2 separate regions of the Sus scrofa genome follow, and region 2 is linked to region 1. The links are chromatin contacts, called in public Hi-C maps. All regions are on one chromosome and are shown on one strand. Each heading gives the region's core, a stretch centred on a gene start, on an enhancer-like site or on the middle of the called end of the contact. The rest is flanking DNA. Distances are from core to core; before and after follow the strand shown.

Region 1 (7,910 bases), core at 3,489-5,988:
AACCTACACCACAACTCACGGTATCACCGGATCCTTAACCCCCTGAGTTCAGAGGCCGGGGATCGAACCTGCATCCTCATGTTTACTAGTCAGGTTTGTTACCACTGAGCCACAATGGGAACTCCCAAAATTATCTTCTTAATGACATTTTTCTCCATGTCCTTCAAGACACTTATTTATCTAGCTCTGAGTAAGAAATTCTCTTTGTGTTTCTCATCATTCACCTAGCTTTGTCCTCCTTACATAACTCAACCCTATCATACATTTTCAATGTTCTCTGACTAATGCATATAAATCATATCTCTCCAGTCAGATTATAAATAGCTCTAGGGCATGGGTCTTCTATTAGTTTATTTTATATTCCTGTAACACCTGACATTTTATTATTCCTATTTTAAATCATCAATGATGATTTGGGTGAAATGTATAAGCTTTTATGAAACAGTTTAATTTATCCCTCTAAGTCAAGTGGATATGAGATAGATTTGGGGCAGTTTCATGACCTGATTCACTTAGGAATCTTTTTGCCTTCTAATTATCTTTCTCCCATGGTGTTAGCATTGAACATCAGATCACTGAATTCTGTGTGGAAGACGTTCTTTTTCTATTTTTGCATTTGGTCTTTTTTTTTTTTTGGCCGCACCTGGGGCATGTAGAAATTTTCCAGCCAGGGATCAAACCAGAGCCACTGTAGCAACCGAAGCCAGGGCAGTGACAATGCCAGATCCTTAACCCGCTGTGCCACAAGGGAAAGCCTTTGCATTCGGTCTAGGAAAAAACCTGAATCACTGTCATCTACTTGGAAACCCTTCTAGAAGAGGACAGGGCAGCGACTCAGCACATTTGCAGTTCAACAGCCAAACCGGAGGGGAAGTAGAAAAGATTTTGCACACCCCCATCACCACCCCAAAGGGGAAATGTGTGTCTCAGCTTAAACGGAGACACAATAGTGCCTATTAACTCTGTGAGGGTTCTTGCACTTTGGAAAAACTATGCTGATTTCTCTGAAATCACGTTATTTGGGATCTCTTTTCACCATGGAACACCAAAGTTATTATTCTGGCTGCTATAATACCAATGGGAGTGTTAGAACTCTTCTTCTATGTTATATATATTTTTAAATTTATTTTTTTTAGAGTTGGTTTACAGTGTTGTATCACTGCTGAACAGCATAGTGACCCAGTCATATATTTTTTTTTCTTTTTCTCATACTATCTTTCATCGTGTTCTATTCCAAGAGATTGTATATAGTTCCCTGTGCTGTAGAGTAGGACCTCATTGCTTATCCATTTTATTTTATTTTAATGATTTTTATTTTTTTCCATTATAAATGCTGGATAGTGTTCTGTCAATCTTCTACTGTACAGCACGAGAACTCTTCTAACACTGAGGTACTATCTATGAGGTCCTAGACAAATCAGTAGTAGCACTGACCCAACTAAAACTATACTTCTTATACCTGGACACTCCCATTTCCTCATAGCCCTAGAAAAATGTTAAAGTGACAAAACAAGCTCAGTGTACAGGAAAATATCCTCTACCCTTGAATCCCTGCACATCGGTAGGGGCGGGAGAGCAAGGCTGGGGCAGGAAAAAGGTCCGATTGTGCTTGGGGGCATGTGGGTGTGCACATCTGTCCATGAATCAGAACCTTCCCAAAGGGAGGAAAATACTTAATCCTCTCAGTCAAACTAATGAAAGAGGTAACAAGCTCTGTGCTATTTATAGACCTTAAATTGGCATGTGCTATACATATTGAGTACTTTGCTGATCTCATTTTTTAGAGCAATTATAATAAGGGAGAGACAGAGAAAAGGTAATGAGAGATTCAAATCGTGACTATAATTTAAAAAAATAATAATAACATTACCTTTCTTCTAACTGCAGATGCCTAGAAAACCTCCCAGAGTCAGAGAATTAGATAAGGTGGGATTCCGCTTTGAAAGCAGGGTGGAGAGAACACTGAAGGAAAGGATGAGTGTAGAAGTAAAGAATATTGCCTGAATACTGTAGTGATTTTTTTTTCTCCTGGTTTTTTAGGGCTGCACCCACATATGGAAGTTCCCAGATTAGGGGCTGAATTGGGAGCTATAGCTGCCAGCCACAGCAATGCCAGATCCGAGCCACGTCTGCCACCTACACTGCAGCTCATGGTGCCAGATCCTTAACCCACTGAGTGGGGCCAGGGATTGAACTCTCATCCTCATGGATACTAGTCAGATTCGATTCCACTGAGCCACGACGGAAACTCCAATTCTGTACTGATTCTATTTTATTTCAAAGGTGTTTTCCAGTGTCGCTGTTGTTCAGGTGCCAATGCCTCTGTGCTACCATGAGGACCATTGGGTTACCCAGAGAAACTGGCTTGTGGGCATCAGGACACCAGAAGCCTTCAAAAGGAAGTCTGCACAGAAACATATCTGGCCTGCCCATCCTGTACCCCTTTCTCTGGAAAGAAGGTAAAGACAGCAGAAGGAACTCTCACCCTCTGGAATGAGGACAGTAATGAGCCATTGCCCATCCATCTCTAGGGCCTCTCTGGAAAGAGAATGTGTCGTCTAGAGGCGGAACCCCATCTGGGTCCCTCTGCCTGCTAGAGGGCAGCTAGGGGGTTGGAATGGCCTGCACTGGCACTCTTGGGGACACCCATGCTCACCAGTTTCAAAGCCTCCCAACCCACACTCTAGTTACTCCCATTTCTCGAGATCCTCACAGAGCCTTCCATGGGTGTTAAGAGTCAATGTTAAGCGGCCTCCACTGAGCAACTAGAGAAACCGCAAATTACACATTTACAGAAAAACCCAGTCTGTCTCATCTTTTCTTCCACAATTTATTTCCTCATCTGTGAAATGGGAATAACAGCCCTGTCACATCTACTTCATCAAGAGAAAGTGCTAAGGTGGAAAAGCTATAGAAAGGCAAGGTATTCTTACTGCTGTTGTAGCCATTTTTATTATTGCACATCTCCTAAGCCCACAGTCTCATATAACGTAAAACAGTGAAATATCCACTAAATGTCTCAAATCTAGCCCACAGCCTACTGAGGAGATGGCTGCCTAAAAGCTTGTTAAAAATCTAGGTTCCTGGAGTTCCCTGGCGGCCTGGTGGGGTTAAGGGCCTGGTGTTGTGGCACAGGTCCCAGGCCCCGGAACTTCCAAATGCCTCAGGCACAGCCAAAAAATGAATTAATAAAAAAATAAAGTACTCATACTAAAAAAAAAAAAAAAAAAAAAAAAAAAAAAAACTAGGTTTCCCAGCCCTACCTTAAGCCAACTGAATCGGAACCTGCAAGCTGCAAGAGTGGAGCCCAGAGACCTCTATTTTCAACAAGCTTCCAGGCAACACTGACCATCAGCACTGACCAGGTGTGTGTCCCCTATTTGCTCCATTCATCAGCACTGGACAGAACTGCTCAGCCTCATTTGGAGAAAGAGAAGTAGGACATACAATGCTTCCTGCATCTCTCAAACGTGACCAGTGGGGTAGTTTATAGCACAGGTGAGTGACAACCCTTGTCTAAGGGAGTAGGAAGCAGAAACAGTGCTTTAGGAAGGTTGGGGGGAGGTGAGGGGTTAAGGTTCTGCAAGAGGACCACCAGACAGGGGGAGGAGTGGTCGGTGGGAAAAGGAATTGGACTCACCTACAATGATACCACAAGCACTGACCAATCCAATCTCTTTCTTCAGGGCCACTCCGCCCTCTCCAGAACCAGTCTCCGACTTGCTCCCACCTGGGTGGTTCTTTTCAGTGTTGTTTCGTTGCCTGGCTCCTTTTTCCATGTTTCTCAGTAGGATTTCAACCTCCGAAAGGTATCTCTCTTTCTAAATGCATACGGGTGTAAATATATTTAGAGAGAGAGCCTTTCACATGGAAATGTCCTTTTCCGAGAAAAAGACCATTCCTACCCTCTTAAAAAATAAAAAAATAAAAAAAGACCCAGGCAGGTAAAAGAAAAAAATGAAAAAATTCCTACTGTCTTGGCACTTTCTTGTTACTCGTGCTTACAAACAAAGAAAGTGTTGTTAAAAGAGGGGGGAAGAGACATAGACATTTAAATATAAAAATAGAACTGTACTAGCTACTCCGGCTGGAATTCTCCTGAAAGGGATGTGGCTCTTCAAAAACCAGGACCGTTCTGCAATCTATACCAAGCAGCGGCTTATTTCAGACGCTTCAAAGAGATAGTCTGGATTTCCCTCAGCTCTCCCCCTAAGAAAACAGATTGTCTTTACCTCCCCTTAAGCCTTTTCTTTTATGATGAGGATAAAAGTAGTTTTCATTAACTTAAGGGAAAAAAAGGCAATCCTCCGGTACTTTCTTCTCTTCCAGAAAAACAACTGTAGACCCGACCGGTTTGCTCTAGGTCCTGTTTCCACCTGGCGTGGGTTCCTTTCCCCTCCCCGTCTCCTGCCTTCCGCTTTCTCCAGAGGTCCTCCTCTATCTGGCTGGTTTTCTCGTCCCTGTTTTCCTTCTTCAGATCTTCGTCCTCAAGGCACAGGCTGCCCCATCTCTCGTGGTCACAGACGAGTGGCTCAGGCACAAACGAACGTGCTTCCCTTCTAGCAAGCAAGGGGTTTTATGTGCTGAGCTAGCTCCGCCCCCACCTCCTCGGTTCTATCCATCCTCCGTCTCCTCCTCCTGTTCAATTTAAATACCGGCTCGCAGCCCCCAAAGATCACCGAAAAGATGGATTAAAAGCTTTCTCTTTGTAATCGATCGACTCTCTTTTCTCCATCTTTCTCTTTGTAAGTAGTGGAAGTAAAATCCTTCCAGGTCGACTGTTCATGGAGAGTTCACGAGCTAGTATAGCGTTACAGGTCATTCAGCAGATGTGGGCTTTATAAATAAGGGATCCGTTGTGCAGGCGCTTTAGTGCCATCAGAAATACACTGTGAATGTATTAAAATATTTATGTCTGGATGATTTGAGGAAACAGGAGAGAAGGCTGTAGGGCAGGCAAGGCTGTAGGGACATTTATCTTCAAGTATCTGAAAATAGGAGGAAATCAAGGGTGGGAGAGGAGAATGGAAAGAATTAAGAATAACGGAAAAGAGCTTCATTTAGTATAATTGTGAGCAGCTGTGAAGAGTATAGTGGAAATAAAATTACCAGGAAGAGGTGGTAACCTCACTGTTCACAGCTGTTTATTTTGTGTTAGCTGAAACGGAGAGAAAAAAAAGACTCCCACCAGGGTCCCAGGAAAGAATGACGCAAAATCTGGTGGCATGAGGGCTTTCATAGCTTCTAATATTTTTGCATCTATAGCCTATTAGAAAGGCAGATGAAAGAGGGGGTGGGGCGTTAGTATCTCTCTGATCATGAAGCAAATTGTTGATGTTGATGATGAGTTGACTAACTTATTTCCATATTGATATTGTGTCTTGGCTTCTGTGAAGAATTTTACTCAGAAACTACTGCCTTACACGAGATCAATGCTGTCTATTGATAATTGCAAAGAAGTTTGAAAAAACCGCAAGAAGCAATAGAGCAGATAACCAACACTATAAATCTAAAATGAAATCATTTTGAATCTGCATGACATACATTATACAAAAGGAACTTGGGTTTAAAGTGGGTCTGAAAAATAAAGTTCCTCAAGCTGTCCACTAAGTACAGAAAGTGGGCATCATTTTCTGGAGAATGTTCCAAAATATTTTGGATTTTAAGGAAAATAAATACTTAATTCTTTACAGCAGGGATGGTTGAGCTATTGTAAGAAGGGCTTTTCCAAATGTGGTAAGTTCAATCAGCAATCTTTTCCACTTCACCCCTTGACCACTCACCACTCAGCAAGTATTAAGAGGTTTCAAAGGTTGGAACTTAAACTACTTCTCCTTCTGCAGTCCAAGATACAGCAAACTGAAAGCATCAGCAAAAAAAAAAGATGGAGGGTGGTGATGTAAAAAGAATTTTAAACAAAAAAGAACAGGCAAGGAAGGGAATATATAGCACAAAACTCCATGGGAGGGAATGAGTCATGGGAAATGAAAAAAATTTGATTTGCTTTTGGCCTTTCCTGGCATCAGAAAGCATCAACAATCTGATTTGAAGATTTCTGCCCAGATTTCAACATCAAGGTATAAAACAAATGACCTTTCTGCTCTTGAACATGAGTTCTTTCAGTAATGTATTTCTAATCTACATCATGTAGATTTAATATGGGCTAAAACATGAATGTGGTAAATTTGAGGTCTCTTGCCAAAAACTGGTGCTAACTGATCACAATGTGGTAAGCTTTAGCCATCTCATTTTTGTTGTTGTTGTTGACTTTTGTCTTTTCGTCTTTTCTAGGGCCGCACTTGCGGCATATGCAGATTCCCAGGTTAGGGGTCTAATTGGAGCAGTAGCCACCGGCCTACGCCAGAGCCACAGCACCACGGGATCTGAGCTGCATCTGTGACCTACACCACAGCTCATGGCAACGCCAGATCCTTAACCCACTGAGCCAGGCCAGGAATCAAACCCTCAACCTTATTGTTCCTAGTCAAATTCGTTAACCACTGAGCCACGGCAGGAACTCCATTTTTTTTTTTCTCTTTAGCCATCTCATTTTTTTTTTTCAGAGACTTTATTTTTTGTTTGTTTGTTTGTTTGTTTTGTTTTGTTTTGCTTTATCTAGGGCCGCTCCCACGGCATGTGGAGGTTCCCAGGCTAGAGGTTGAATCGGAGTTGTAGCCACCGGCCTACACCAGAGCCACAGCAACGTAGGATCCGAGCCGTGTCTGCAGCCTACACCACAGCTCAGGGCAACGCCGGATCCTTTAACCCACTGAGCAAGGCCAGGGATCGAACCTGCAACCTCATGGTTCCTAGTCAGATTCGTTAACCACTGCGCCATGAAGGGAACTCCAGCCATCTCATTTTTAAGAACTAAATAGCTTAAGGGGGGAATTCCCTTGTGGCTCAGTGGGTTAAGGATCTGGCGTTGTCGCCGCCATGGCTCAGGTAGCTGTGTATTAAGCACACTCAGTTGGGAAGACAGGGTTGCTGAAGATTACTATTTCTATTTCTCTAGCCCTTGGTGTTTATAAGTGGCTTATGACTGTCAATTAATGGTGCAATGTAAAAGCTTGAAAAAGAGTCTCCCCGCTCCCCACTGCCCCTCTTCAACAGGACCGTTCGTTCATATTATACAGCTCACTTCAGGTTGGGATCATATTGTGAAATAAATATACTAAGTGTGTCAAAATTCCACATGGCTAACATTGAACATAGGAGAGAAAGAAAAGTCACCATGTGGGAGTTCCCCCTTGTGGTGCAGGGGAAACAAATCCAACTAGTAACCATGAGGACTTGGGTTTGATCTTTGGCCTTGCTCAGTGGGTTAAGGATCCTGTGTTGCCATGAGCTGTGGTGTAGTTCGAAGATTCCTTTCGGATCCTGAGTTGCTGTGGCTGTGGTGTAGGCCAGCAGCTTTAGCTCTATGTCGGCCCCTCACCTGGGAACTTCCAAATGCTTCGGGTGCGGCCCTAAAAAGAAAATAAATAAATAAATAAAGTCACCGGGTGACATATTGAGAAAAATCTATAGACATAACTAAAGGTTATTAAATTTTAAGCACTGAATTCTTTTTTATTCATTATTCTATATTTGCCTTTATAATTTTTATTCTACTGTCTACATTTACATAGTACATCGTAGTCTGCAAACTTTTCTGCACAATATCTCGATTTTTTTTCCTCTTTAAATACTTTGGGTAGACAAGGCTGTTATTTTTTTCCCTATTTTAAAGATTAAGAAGCTGAGGCTCAGAGCAATGTCTTACCTGAGGACAAAGATAAGACACCTAATCTACTCATGGCTATCAAGATCTTTTCCCAGGACACTAGAGCTACTTGCTGATACCCCAGCTTCTTTCACCAGAGGGAAACAGAAGACCTTTGATCAGGGCCGTGACCACATCTTCTTGA
Region 2 (7,910 bases), core at 3,212-5,711, 120 kb before region 1:
TGAGAAAAAAAAAAAAAAAGTTTTAATTAAAACAGGAAAAACATGAACCAAATAAATAAATAAATCCAATAAAGAAATCAGAAAAAAAAGATAAAGAAAAAATTAAAATAAAAGATTTTAAAAAGAAGGGAAAGAAGAAAATAAAGAGGAAAATAAACTAGGAATATGACAAATGTTCCAGGTACCATCTCACACCTGGGATCTTCAGTTCAGCCAATCGCACCTCACTGTGTACTGTATCTAGTCAACCGCCGGTCCAATCAGAATGAGCCCTCCCTGCTAGGCGCTGTGCAATTGGTGGGGGGTTGGGTTGGCAAAAAAGGTGGGCGCACGGCGTGGTGGTCAGCACGGCACAGCCAGAGTCCTCCCAGGGGCGCAGGGGGGGCGGGAGGGAAACGTGTGGGGGGACGCTGCCCAGTTTCCATGATGTCAAGACAGTTCACTGGCGGTGGCCAGGCTCAGCGAGGGGTACGGGGGGAAAAGGGGCAGAGACATCAGTCCTGGCCCTGTAGGGGCATCATCTTGCAGTCCCTGATGAGATGGCCTCTGAGTAGCAGGAATGGTCCTGGCCTTTTATCGTGAGAAGCAGGCAGGACCCTATGTCCACCAGTGGCAAGCTGCAGCAATACCACCACCCAATACTTGGAATCCAGGTGATGACTCCAGAGTCCCTTTCTCCTCTGCCTGTAACTTGGGGAGGGGGTCCTCTCACCGAGTGGGATCATGGAGCCGCTGTTGAAGGCAGCCTGGGGTAGTAGGTGGATAGCCCCAGGACCTGGCACACATTCAGCAGCAAGGTCACAATACTTTTCTTCTGAGAGTGGTGTGTGGCATCTCCTCAGGGACTCCAGCTGAGACAGTGGTTCCAGTCAGGTGGATGGATGAGCCCCTGCCTCCAGGGATGGAGGAGAAGCTGGAGCAACCAACATGCTGCCCTTCACCATGGACAACAGGGACCAAAGGAAAGTCCATCTGATGAGCAAGTGGTGATACATGGCTGGGCTGTCATCAGCATTAAATCCCTGGGCTCAGACCCTAGACTTCTCTGCAGGGTTCCTAGTCGTCACAGCTTAAGCCGAGAGCCCCACTCGGTATTTTACAGCATGGCACTGTGATCACAAAGATTGACTCTTTAGGAGGTCTTGGTGCCCTAGATGGGGATCCCAACAGTCTGTAGCAAACAAGGCAACCCACAGTCCTCAAAAGGGCAAGGGCATATGAGCAGGCGCCCCAGCACTGACACAAGCTCTTCTTGGGGTGTCCCAAAGAGGGAGATGATGCAAGTCCACCCCTTTCCAAATGCTTTTTGCTTTCTCAATACAAGTCTCTCCAGAACAGTGCTCTTCTTGGCCCCCTGATGTAAGCAAGGCAGGGAGGCAAAAGGGGGCCCATCACAGGATCCCATACACATGCCCCCCTCTGGCCAAGACACCTGGATAGCAGACTCAGCTCTGACTGGGCAGCTCAGTAGCAGCGGGTGGGTCCAGAGGAAGAGGCGGCATCAGCGATTGGCCAGTTGGGCAGGGTTATATTTTACGGGCGGATTACCGTACATGAGGTACTTGGACAAAGTTTTACGGGGAAGAAGGACCTTGTAATAAATAATATTCTGCACATCAAATCACTTTCACCGGCCCCCACCCCCGCAACACACACCAAAGAAAGGCTACACACACAACAGTCCCTCCCACCCTGTTACCCTACTCCCAAACCCAGCTAATCCATTCTCTAATTACTTTAAGAGCCAAGAAGACTTCGCTGGCTCTGACGGGGGGAGTCCCCTGAATTGGGTGCAGGACACACTACATACGCCAAAAAGTAGAGGGGTCACAAAAATGGGGAAGGGGCCTTCAGGTGGTGGCTTCTAAGTAGCTACATCTCTGCAACGAGACCACTGGGGGGCAGATGAGGAACAAAAATTCCTCAGCATGGTGGTCAGCTGAGAACCACCAAAGCCCACTAGATGGCGTTGAGCTCCAACACACTTTTAAAAAGGAGGGAAAGCTAAAGGGGTTAACACAGGGAGAAGCTAGAAAAGGTGGCAGGGAAAGCTGAGCCTGGGTTTTAGATAAAGGGTTTTAGATAACTTTCCCAGTGATTACAAACTTCCAAGACTCTGCACTGCATTACTTTCCCAACAAGGAAAGGGGAATGAATGAGCCCTGTCCCCATCACAAGGGGTCTCCCTTACTAAACCAGCGAATTCTCCCTTGGCCCTATCCTGATCCAAGTCTTTGCCTAGTCCCTTCTTTAAGCTATCCCACTGTGTAAGAGGGATCACCAGAGTGGTCTACTCTTTCCCCCAGGTCCACTCCTGCCCACCCACCCGAGCAGGTGGCTTGAATATTTACCTCTTTCTTCTCCTCATCCTCTGCACTGCCCTCTGGGCGGTCATCATTGCTGACTTGGTCTGCAATAGGCATGGGGGGCTCTGGAACCTCATTTTCAGGTCTGTTTTCACTTGTGTCCATGGTCACTTCCTCCTTCTCCTCACTGTCAGTATGGGGTGAGGTTGAGAGGGAAGGGCAGGAAAGAACCAAGGGGAAGAGAGAACAAGACGTTAGGTTTTAGGTCAAGGAAACTCCCATGCCTCATCACTTGGGTGGGATTGGGAGGGCTGCTTTTCAGATCAGACTAGAGACCTTGCCCCCATCTTCCTCAGGGAAAGAGCACAGATCACAGCAACCACATCCACTCACTGCCCAGATGGGATAAAGCTGTGGCATGTGGGGTTGGGACTCCAACTGTTCTGAGGTAATTCGCCAGAGTACCCTTATATGAAGAGGAGAGACACATCTCTCCGAAAACAGTCCCTCAGAAGTGACTGTGATTTGCCCACAACCCCAGGGCCTCCCTAGCCCTTGGCCACAGGCACCTTTATTTAACCAAATTGCATGAGAAACTAAGGGAAGTCCGATTCCTTAAAAAGACGAGAAAGAACAACGAGGGCTGTGGCAAATGATCCCAACCTTGTGTTTAATCAACTGCTTAGTAAGTAAAGTCTGCTGACCAACGGGATCTGGACACACCAGGAATGGAGAAATGGTGGGGGCAGGGCTGCAGGGAGAGCAGGGCTGGTGAGGGGGTAAGCTTCAACAAGGACCCTCTCTAATCCAAAAGGAAAAATGAAAACTGCCGGACATAGTATGAAAGCTCAAAGAACCAGACCACTTTTACCTGCTCAGAGGTGTAGGAACTGTTCTTACATTCGGCTTTCGCCCAGTTTCTCCCACTCCCTCATTCCAACTTCCAAAAGATAAAGAGAGCAGGCCTCCCAGTCAGGACACACCCTCCCCCACACCATGCATCTCCCCCCACAAACACCGAACCCACTCCCCTACCCCACTGAATCACACAAGTTAGCTCCCACTGCAGGCAATAGATCCCAGAGGTTCACTTCAGATAAACTACCTTCCCATTTTCTTTTTTTCTGTCTTAACCCCTAACTTCTATCTCCAATCTCACCCCCATTACCATCCAAACACTGTGTGGGGGGATCAAATCAAGATGATCGAGGGCCTAAATCTCAGGAGAGGAGAAACCAAGTCTCCCCAGGTTGATAACTACCAACAGAAAATTTGGCATTCTCGACAGGCTGACTGACACTCAGAGGTCAGAACAGCCTCCCCAGAGCAGGCAGGGAGAGATGCACAGGAAGTGGGGAGGGGAAAATCGGAACTGTGCCCCCAGCTAATAGGCACCCACAGAAACACGAGATTCAACTGCCTAAATCTAAAGAAAAAGCTTATCCAAAAAATACCTATTTCCCACACAGAGAGGGCAAGTGGGGCCAATTAGAAATCAAGCAGGAAGGACAAAGGGGGAAAGCAGAATGATTAAAACAAACCAAAACGAAAGACAGAATGAAAGCCATGGGGAAGAGAAGGGAGATGGGGTGGGCCAGAGCAGTAGGGAAAAGGGATACATGGAAATGTGCAGCTCTCACCCTTCTTTGCTTTCTGATAACATGATTTTTTTTCTCCCCCTGGAAGTGCTGTTTATCCCTTTCTGGAATGGAAGAAATAACAAAAACCAAACAAAAAAATCCCAAAAAATTAAAAAAACAAAACACCTTCCTTGCCCCAAGATCCCACCACCTCCTCCCCAGCCACCCGATCCAGAGAGAGAAAATCAAGATGTAGCAACTGGGGATCCAAAAAACGGTAAATGGAAAGGGAGGTGGTGGTGGTGGTGGTGGTGGTGGTGAGGGGAGGTTAAAATAGATCTGGCTTTTAAGAGATAAGCGTTAAGTCCTCACGGCAAACCCCGAATTCAGCTGGCTTGGTCTCTCCGGAGAAGGAGGAGGAAGAGGGCCAGGCTGCTGGTAGTGGCTGGCTCTATTGTATTGGCGGAGCGGCGGCGATCAGCCGGAGACATGCAGGGGAGCCATCTTGCCACTTACCCAGCAGCCCGTGTGTGCGGATGGGGGAGGGCCCTGCTGCAGCAGGGGAGGGGAAAGAAAAGAGGGAGGCGCTGAGTGAGCAAGGTTCTCAGCCTCTGGCAGGCCGCTCTGAGCTCACTGCTGGCTCATAGGCCTGGCCTTTTTCCTTCTTTTCTCGGGTTACAACCACTGAAGCCTAACCCCACAGGGAGAGGGTACTCTCTCCTTGTTTCCCTGGGGGCGGGTGAGGGGGCTGGGTGGAGAGGACAAAGTTACAGCTGCTTGCTTGGAAGAACCCCGAAAATAGAAGGAAAGGAAACAGCCGAGCTGGGAGTGAGTTTAAAATGCTAAGAAGATAACAAAGGCAAAGTTGGAAAGAGACAGAGTGGAGGGCCATGAGCAATTTTTAATATGCCCACCTTCCTCTATCCAAGAGGGGAGGCACGGAACACTGAAACAAGATCAGCTGCTTCAAGGTGGGGAGGTGGGATGAGATTTGGCACTACCCAATCACCATACAGTAACCGGTTGCTGACCCTGAGCAATGGGAGCAATGGCCACGTGTTCCTACTCCAACCAGTCCTTTCTTTGAGATGGAAGGAGTGGATAAGCAGAGTGCCTTTCAGAATTAGCAGCAGAGGAGGGGAGAGGTGTCTCCAAAGAGATGACAGACAACCTTGTTTCACAGAGTCTTTAATAAGGTCACCCTGCCCCAGGGTCTGCTGGAGCCATAAAGGAAAAGGATAAACAGGGCAAAGGGACCTCGGATAGCTGAAGCACAAAGGCCACTTCTTGGAGCAAGGGCTCCAAAGTGAGGGCTCTGAAGCAGATAAGAAACTGAAGTGAGAGAAGTGCTATTGGGGCTGGGGGTGGGGGGCACGGGGGTTGATCTGGTGGGCAAAAAGTGACTGGGAACTAAATGGAAATTATTAATTACAGGTATCTTCTGACTAAATGTAAAAGGGGAAGCTGACTCTACCCATTCAAAAAAGCACTCCGAGTTTGCCCAAAAATGTTCATTTGTTGGCTGCTTTAGTATCCTAATGCCAGTAAAGGTTTAACACTAATACAAGCTTTAACCAAAAACTTGGTATTATTATTTGTAATACCAGAACTTTTAACCAGGACTGAAGTTTCCTCCCTGCTGCTTAAAATCTTAAATTTACACAACTTCATGCTAAAGGAATCATGTTTATACCTCACATTAAAGTTTCTTTTCACTTAGTGGTCCCTGTCTGCAGAGAGATTGAGAGTTCTGGAGTCAAATTGGTTAGGGCTCAATTCAGGCCCCAGCCCACCCCCACACTAGTGTGATACTGGGTGAGTTCCTGATCCTCTCTGTGTATCAGTTTCTTAATCTGTCAAGTGTGGGTAATAACAGTACTTATCTCATGAAACTGTGTGATAAGGACTGGCTCTGAAGAGTCTGGCTTGGAAGACACCCCAAATCAAGGTAAGGATATGCATAAAACACATGTACATTTAAATAGGCCATTATCTCTTTCGATGCCACCTATGGAGATTTTTTTTTTTTTTTTTTTTTGGAATGTCCTCAAAGAGAAACTGCCTATTCCCTGATGTAAAGGCACTAAATGGTACGACAGGTTCTCAGCCACACCCTCATCACTTATAATAACCCTAGTTTTCTTGCCCCTCACCCCCATGCTGCAGTTTCAAAGACTGCATCCTTTGACCCCTAGCTCAGGGCCTAACACAAAGGAAGGCTCAGTATTTCCCAATTAGGCTGTCACTATGGATACCAAGTGGATACTTAAAAAAAAAAAATTTTTTTTTGTCTTTTTTTGGGGGCCGCACCCCAGGCACATGGAGGTTCCCAGGCTAGGAGTCTAATAGGAGCTGTAGCCGCCGGCCTACACCACAGCAACAGTCAGATCTGAGCTGCGTCTGCAACTTGCACCACAGCTCATGCCAACGCCAGATCCTTAACCCACTGAGCAAAGCCAGGGACTGAACCCGAAACCTCATGGTTCCTAGTCAGATTCAGTTTCTGCTGCACCACGACAAGAACGCCAAGTGGATACTTTAATAAATGGCTGCTAAACTGAAAGTTTTCTCCTTAAGAAGTATCTTTGGATAAAATTCCCAAAGAGACTGTTACCCTATAAAGAAACGTTACCTTCAAATATCCTCAAGTATGTATTCCCTGTCTATCAACTATCCTAAAGTGCTTTCAGTGACCAATATGCCTCTCCAAAAGTGGCTTCCTTAGAGGAAGAATTTTCTTTTAATGGAAATATTTTTTTCAAGAATAAGAATTTTACATTACCCTTGACCATCTTAAGACACAATAAGTTTGTGCTATCTATTTCCCCACAATTAAATCTGTGGGATCTAAGAATTCCTAAGACTTTATTTTCATAAGAAAAAGAGGAAGCCCAAAATTGTCCCAAAAGGTTACTCAATCTATTTGCAGGACCAGTCCCAAAGCCTTGTTAGCTATATGTCAGAGCTTTTCTTTGTAATTCCTTTTAGAAAAAAGGCAACTCTCTTCCCACTATTTAAGTTCTTGTACAAATGTTTCTGGTATCTTTGAAAAATAGGTAAAATTGCATGGGGATTAGGGTTGGGTGATATCTACTCATAATTAAACAGCACACAAAACATCTACAGCTCAGAAGAACTACTTCGAGGCTAATAACACCATATTACAGTTCATATCTGAATACAAATGAGATTCAGAGAAACAAATGGAAAGGAAATTTCTGTAGACATTTAGGTTTGAACCGTAGTTGTTATAGAAAAATCACAAGGAGCTGAGGACATGCTGTGCAATTTAGTAAGAAGCAGTGGGATCTGACTACTTTTAGGTAGTGAGGTTTAAATAATACCCTCAGGAACATGATAGGCATACTAGTTTCAAGATAACTAAGGACAGTATGGTTTTAGAGGGTATGTCCTTAGATACCAACTCCTCAATAAGCAAACTCTTGGTGATAACAACAAATTGTACTTCTAAAAAATTACCATCACTTGACATACTGGCATTGTAGGTCCCGTGGGGAGTATCAATTACACTGTCATACTGGCCTAAAGGACCATGTCCTTCCTCCTACTCAGTCAAATGGACAAATAAGCATAGTGCCAAGAGCCCAATGCTGTTAATGCCAGCAAGGTTTGTGTACACAAGGTTGTATTTAGAAAAACTGGGGTTCAAATTTACTGTTGGATGATGTAGTTGCCCATACTATGCTCTTTCTTTCCCTTTTTCCCCCCTATTTTTTTAATTTAAAAAGAGAATGCCACTATTTTCTGCTATATGAGGAAATTTTTGTTGTATCTATAGCAGGCAGAGGATTGGATTATGGAACAGAGCTCAAATGAAATAGGACTGACAATTCACAAATTCCTGCCCCAAGAAATGAAAAAGAGACCTTACCTCATAAATTTAGAATTCCTCAGGGCACAATCAGAATCAGAATGGATTTAACCAAGCACAGCAAAAAAAAAAAAAAAAAAAAAAAAAAAAAAAAAGGCAATCTCTTCCAAGTGGTGAGAGGTCCTTGAAGTA

What was found. A called contact is a pair of places that touch in the nucleus more often than the background predicts.
Region 2: a Hi-C map of skeletal muscle shows a contact between it and region 1, with 1.9 times the contacts expected there. The contact joins the enhancer-like site here to the promoter of SLC7A8 in region 1. A contact is called at or near these places in 7 of 47 Hi-C or Micro-C datasets (embryonic fibroblasts, epiblast stem cells, fetal skeletal muscle and 4 more) and 1 of 2 datasets of contacts at active chromatin or transcription factors (skeletal muscle).

Annotation. Positions count from the first base shown.
Region 1 is chr7:75,851,528-75,859,437 of Sscrofa11.1, reverse strand. It overlaps SLC7A8 (large neutral amino acids transporter small subunit 2), which reads right to left and starts at 4,738. Exons shown (of 11, transcript XM_021099239.1): 1 at 3,641-4,738. The coding sequence starts at 3,779.
Region 2 is chr7:75,973,937-75,981,846 of Sscrofa11.1, reverse strand. It overlaps ACIN1 (apoptotic chromatin condensation inducer in the nucleus), which reads right to left. Exons shown (of 19, transcript XM_021099243.1): 9 at 2,352-2,493. Among named protein-coding and RNA genes, the nearest start is that of CDH24, 14 kb to the left of the region's middle. Within about 2 kb of position 4,461, at least 71 of the 83 cell types and tissues checked have an H3K27ac peak or open chromatin away from gene starts, as enhancers often do. A contact at or near this core is called in embryonic fibroblasts, epiblast stem cells, fetal skeletal muscle and 3 more, where this site is marked.